Regions from separate parts of the Triticum aestivum genome. Here region 1 is linked to region 2. A link is a contact called in public Hi-C data. All regions are on one chromosome and are shown on one strand. The core of a region is the stretch at or near the end of the contact, and the rest is flanking DNA. Distances in the headings are between cores, read along the strand shown.

What was found. Hi-C and Micro-C count contacts between places; a contact is called where the count stands out from the background.
Region 1: a contact with region 2 is called in a Hi-C map of leaf, with 3 times the contacts expected there. The contact joins the promoter of LOC123093958 here to the enhancer-like site in region 2. A contact is called at or near these places in 2 of 5 Hi-C or Micro-C datasets (both in leaf).

What each region holds. Positions count from the first base shown.
Region 1 is chr4B:659,043,684-659,046,867 of IWGSC CS RefSeq v2.1, forward strand. It overlaps LOC123093958, which reads left to right and starts at 1,656. Exons shown (of 17, transcript XM_044516019.1): 1 at 1,656-1,981; 2 at 2,094-2,177; 3 at 2,400-2,473; 4 at 2,773-2,806; 5 at 2,882-2,940. The coding sequence starts at 1,841.
Region 2 is chr4B:658,881,845-658,885,032 of IWGSC CS RefSeq v2.1, forward strand. No RefSeq gene overlaps it. Among protein-coding and RNA genes, the nearest start is that of LOC123089701, 20 kb to the right of the region's middle. Within about 2 kb of position 1,802, at least 7 of the 8 cell types and tissues checked have an H3K27ac peak or open chromatin away from gene starts, as enhancers often do. A contact at or near this core is called in leaf, where this site is marked.

The sequences.
Region 1 (3,184 bases), core at 406-2,905, 160 kb after region 2:
ATGCATCTCCTAGATAGATCTTGCGTGAGTGTAGGAATTTTTTGAAATTGCATGCTACGTTCTCCAACAGTCACCTGGTTTGAAATGAGCTACTAAGTTGTTACCCTAGTCCCAAATATGATTGCTTTTGATAAATATACTTCCTCCGTACCATAATATAAGACGCTTTACTAGTTCAAATTGAACTGCAAAAACATCTTATATTTTGGTAAAAAGGTAATACCTCTTAAAAATGAAAATATATTGTAGATAGATTTTCTCCTACTTTACCTTTTTAACATAACTTCTCTATGGATAAGCTTCGTCCACTGAATGACATAGTAAGACGTACCTAGAAACGAGAAATACTAGAACTAAAAGCATCTACAGTCGGATATATCAAATATGGCCTCAAACGCCCGCACGGGTGCGTCCGCGGCAGTGGTCAGGCACATCTCAAATTTCATGAGTTGTATCCGGACATCTCATACTAGATTCTTGAATACATACAAAGACATCCAAATGAAATAAACATACGTACTACGTCAAAGCTACTCCTCGTCGGAGATGTCGACGATCTCCGTGCCCGGCTTCGGCAACTGCAGCTCCGGCTCCTCTGGCACCTCCGGTTGCTCCGCTCCGGCCTCCTCCTTCTCTATCTCCGCGTCGAGTTTGACGAAGAGCGCGTCCAACGCCGCCTGCTCCTGCCGGAGGAACACCCGATTGGCCTCCACATAGGCCTCATTTTGAGTGGACTCTAGGATGGCCTGCTGCTCCGCCATCTCCTCCGATTGGGACGGCAAACTCCACCTCTGTATGCTACTACCGGAGGAACGCCCGGTTGGCCTCCACACAGGCCTCATCCTGGATGGACTCTAGGATGGCCTGCTGCACCGCCATCTCCTCCGATTGGGATGGCGAACTCCACCTCTGTATGCTCCTACCGGAGGAACGCCCGGTTGGCCTCCATATAGGCATCATCCTGGATGGACTCTAGGATTGCCCGCTGCTCCGCCTACTCCATGTTGAAGCCCAACAGCTCTAGCTCCGGCTGCTCCGCCTCCTCCACCTCCATTGAAACCAGCTCCTCTCCCTCCTCTTCTCCCAGCTGCTCCTCCTCCTCCTCCTCCTCTGCCTACTCCATGTTGAAGCCCGACAGCTCTGGCTCCGGCTGCTCCGCCTCCTCCACCTCCATCGAAGCCAGCTCCTCTCCCTCCTCTTCTCCCGGCTGCTCCTCCTCCTCCTCCTCCAGTCGGCGAGTCCGGAGGCAGCCAAGCAGCGATGCGGGAGGCAGATTAGCCCGGGCACACACACACGGGCGGGTGCCCCCATCTTTGGGCTGGATATGATGGGTGCCGATCAGCCCGGGCGTTTGAGGCTCATTTGAGTCAAAATTCCGCGACCGGACAATGATCGGGCGGCTCGCCCAGGCGTATGTTCGGATCTGAGGCGCCCGGCTGTAGTTGCTCTAAAACTCCTGATGCGCGTATGGCCAGCAGGTGGTTTAAAAGAAAGTAATAAACTTAATACTGTATGTGTTGTTTCTAAAAAAAATGATAAACTTATAGTAGTATTGTTTAAGAAAAGTACTACCTCTAAATGTAAGACGTTTTTGATAGTCTTATCACATTTTACTACTCCTACTAGATTATTAGAAACAGAGCGAAGTTTTCTTCTAGAAAAAAAAATACAGTAAGAAACTGTGTCCGATTCTGCAAAGCAGACGCGCGTGCGGACGACGCGACGCCACCCGCCGACCACCGCCGCACCGCCGAGCGAAGAAGAAGAAGCGAGGCGGCGAGGGCGAGGCATCCACCCCCGCCCCGATCGATCAGGCCGCCGTCGCGCCCTCCTCCGCCCGATGCAGGACCAGGCCGGGGCCGCCTCCGGCTCCGGGGATCCGGACCCTCCGCCGCCGGAGCACGCCGGCGGCGAGGGCGGCTCCTCCTCCGCCGCCAGGCTCCCCTCCCGCAACGCCTCCTCCAAGTACGACTTCGTCAAGGTCCTTCCCTCCCCTCCCCTCCCCACCCAGGCCGGATCCCCCATCCCTCCCTCACTCCCCGCCGTCCGGGCTCATCACGTTTATCACTTGTCTGCCGTGGTTGCGCCGTCAGGTCAAGGTCTGGCTCGGGGAGAACGCGGACCACTACTACGTCCTCTCCAGGTTCCTCCTCAGCAGGATGCTCACCGTCACCAAGGTCCCCCGCCCTCCTCCTCCTCCTCCTCCTCACACCAATCCTTCTCCCACACCTTAATCATTTACCATTGCCATGCCTCTGTTTTTACTGATTATGAATAGTGAAAAATATGCTACGCTTCCAACAAGTTACTGTTCTAGTTTCGATGTCAAGTACCAACGAAGGACAGTACAAAGGTGTAAGCTAACAGCTTTGGCCATCTTTTTGCGCCCCCTTCTTCAGATTCCGAACCACGTCGCCATTAAGATTGCCCTTGAGCTCAAGAAGCTGCTCGTCGACAACAGCCTTCTTGATGTGTATGTTTGTTCGCCCTTCACTCTATATTTTTCGATCCTTATGTTGTTTATGTTGAGCTTCATGCACTAGCCAACGCAACCAAAAGTCCGAACCGATGGAAAAGGCTAGACAATTCACATATACACTTCAACAGTTTCCCACGTGTTATTCTTTTGTTTTCTAATGATGAAAGTGTCGCATACATAATATTGTCGAATCATTATTGTTGTCATGATAACAAATTGAATACCTAATTTGTGTATCATCATTCATCAATTCCTGATTTTTAGACTTATATGCTAGCAAATGTTTTCTGCAGTTCACAGAGTGACTTAGAGGCCAACCTTTTCAAGGTGACTACCTTTAACTTCATTTAAATAGACATGTTTGTTATTTTGTTAACTTAAAAAATACTAGTTTATTTACAGCTAATGGAGAAAAGGGGATATGGAGAGGACTACATTAATCGGTATAAGATGATGACAAGGTGTGTTGTTGGAGGAAAGGCTGCTCTATTTTGAATAATATAATGTTTGGAACCTTACTAGAATAGGCTCCCTCGGACTTATTTTCAATTGTACCTTATTAATGATAATGAATTCCATAGTTTAAGGTGCTAACCTTATACTCCCTCTGTAAAGAAATATAAGAGCGGTTAGATCACTAAAGGAGTGATCTAAATGCTCTTATATTTCTTTACGGAGGGAGTATTATTGTTGTCTTCATGTCAA
Region 2 (3,188 bases), core at 552-3,051:
TCCCCGACCACCTGCCCTGCCCCCACCACGCCATGTCCATCCCCTGCGCCCCTGCACCACCTCCTCCCTCACATATCCTCCGCATGCTTCTATTGCAGCGCCAGCCAACTCGCCGGCGGTAGCCCGGTGACTCCCCAATGGCCGCAGTTCTGAACTCGTTCATGGTCACCGTTGTAGCATCTTGCAGACGTGATTCCAGCTTGCCACGGACACCATTGTAGCATCTCCCCCACGTGCAGAAAAAAAAAACAAGTCTCGCCATCGCCATCATTGCAGCTCGCCGCGGGGCCGTTGTAGCATCACAGGGATACGGTTCCAGCATGCCGCAGGCATGGTTGCAACATCCTGCTTTGTAGGAATCCAGCTCGCCACGCCCATCGTTGCAGAACGCCGTGGTCACCATTGTAGCATCCACAAGACTTGGTTCCAGCAAAAACACGAACTCGATTGCAGCTCCTCAAAAACGTGGTGCCACATCCCTACTGTCCGCGTAGGCACCGCCGCGGTCAAGAACATCGTCATGGTTGCAGCTCACCACTTAGCCGTTTCCAGCACGCCAAGCAGCCGGTTCCAGTAAAACTCCATGGCTGGTTGTAGCTCGCCAGCGTGCTCATCGCCGCTCACGTCTGATGCCACAACTTGTCGGTCACATCTCATAGCCGTAACATCTCAGTCATCGGTTCTAGCAAAAATGAGCACCCGTTACAGCAAAATCAAGCAACGGTTCCAGCAAAAAATCATCTTCGCCATTGAGTCGAGATACCGGTTGTAGCTTGCACTGCCGCCGGTTGTAGCAATTTGAAACGATGGTTGTAGCACGGCGTGACACGATTGTAGCAAAGTTCCCGACGTCGGCTTGTGCAATGTAGCAAAATGCCACACCGGTTGTAGCAAATGGAGACACCGGTTGTAGCAAATTGTGATGCCGGTAGAAGCTTGTAGCAAAAACGGCGATGCCGATTGTTGCTCGTAGCAGCGACTCCATGTCCTTGCCAACCCCGTGATCACCACACTTGGCAATGGTCGCAACTCCCCCCTGATATTGGCTGCAGCTTTCCCTAACACCGGTTGCAACTCTCTATGCTCGCTGCCTCCATGACCGATGCTGTCTCACAGCTCGCGCGGTCACCGGTGGCAGCGCCATATCCGCCTGCGAGCAACATAATGGACGCCTCCCCTGTGGCAGCTGCCCCTACGGGCCTCACCGGTTGGCCTGCTTCCTACAACGGCGTGAGGATCTTAGGCGAGACGCACCCCCATGGACCATGGTGCGCGCCGAGCTTTGTGTTCGGTAGGTGCCATGGCTGGTTGGTGAAGAAAAAGGATAGAGATGGCTCAGATGAGAGGAAGAGAGTCATGGCGACAACGAATGGACCAGAAAAGTTACGTGAAGATAAGAAAGGGAAAAAGCTATGTGTGGGGTCTACCATGGCGCTGTTGCTGGCCACATGATCGTGATCAATACAGTGGCTCGCGCGCGACCGGCCGAACGCTCGGCCGGACTGCCGTAAGCAAACGATTCCCTATTTAAAAACGAAGGGAGTACTATTTTTACATGGCATCTTTTTTTTTTCTGCAGCGTGGCCGAATCATACTTTACTGGTTGCACCGTGCATGCTTGGACTTTGTACTATCACACTTGTGTTAACTGACTGTAATGATCCAAGGAGTTAAAAGTCAAGATGCTGACCAAAGAGCTGAAGTCAGGGTGACTGAGCCACACGTTTTAATCAGAGTGGTGCAGAGATCGGTTTAAACCATCGGCGTCCTGTACAGTGGGAACATGTGCACGCTATGCCGTGACGACATCGTCATATCAAACGGCGCCTGAACGTTTACCACTGTTCCACTGTATGTAGACCACTGCTACCCTCTACGCTCGCATTCAATGCACCGCACCACACGTCCTTGTTCGATTCGCACGCCCAGCGGGAGCAGGCGAGCTCGTGAGCTATATCGCCGCTCTCGTTTATCAGCCTACATAAGAGAGGTGAATGTATCGGGGAGATCCTATAAGGCGACCTACACGCCAGAAAACAGGGAAGTGTGGGCCCCCACTCCCTCGCGCACACTCATGGGCCAGCCCATGTGCACGGCGGGATGACTCTTTCTTTTTTCCTTTTTCTGTTGTCAGTTTTTTCTTTTTTTAAATAATTCAGGATTTCAAAAAAGTTGCGAATTTTGAAAACATTTTTTTGTGAATTGTAAAAAGGTCATCATTTGAAAAAATGTTTGGGGAATGATAAATGCTCTCGGATTAAAAACACTCATGTATTAAAAATGTGCAGAATTTGGAAAACTTCATTATTTTCATGATTTAAAAACTATGCACTTTTCAAAAAAATCACAAATTTAGAAAATTTTAATAAATTTAGAAAATGTTCATGAATATAAAAAATAATCATGATTTAGAAAATCATTCATAAATTTGAAAAAATGTTTGTAATTTGAAGAAAATATGAACATTTTTTGAATCCGATGAACAAATTTGGAATTCAAACAATATTCAGCTCCGATTTGAAAAAAAAGTTCCTGGATTTGAGAAAATATTCATGAATTTTGGAAAGAAAAAGACAAAAAAGAAAACAAAAGAATGAAAAAATTGGAAAAAGAGAAGAGAAAGAAAATTAAAAGATATAAAAAGGAGAAAAACACTAGAGGAAATAACAAGAAAAAAAGGGTTTCGAAAGGTTCTAGAACGTTTCCAAAACCGGAATATGAGTTAGTGGGTCGGCCCATCTATGCAGCTGGAGAGCCAGGGGGTACGCGCTTGGTCGCTCATGAGTGACCTATTATCTTGAATCATCAACGGGAGAGCCGGCGTTAGTCCTTAGTTTCATCTCCTTCTGGTCATTTGATGACAAAGGGGAGAAATTTGACTTAGTCTTCAAGCGGGTCTTTATATGGGTTGTGTTTTGCTCGGTTGCAACTCTTGGTTTTTCATTCGATTCGTTCATTGATGAGTTGTAACTTAATAATTGTTGGTCGTCTGATTCTTTTGCTACTTCACTTATGCATGATGCTCTGATCCTTAATATTATATGTCCATGCATGTTATATTTCGTCATACATCAATTTTCATCATGCATTCAAATTCTTCAAATATTTTATAATAATGCATGATTGGATTCCAAGATATAGGATGAGATCTCGACAATTTCAACCTGCCATGTGCATTTGCAATCCAA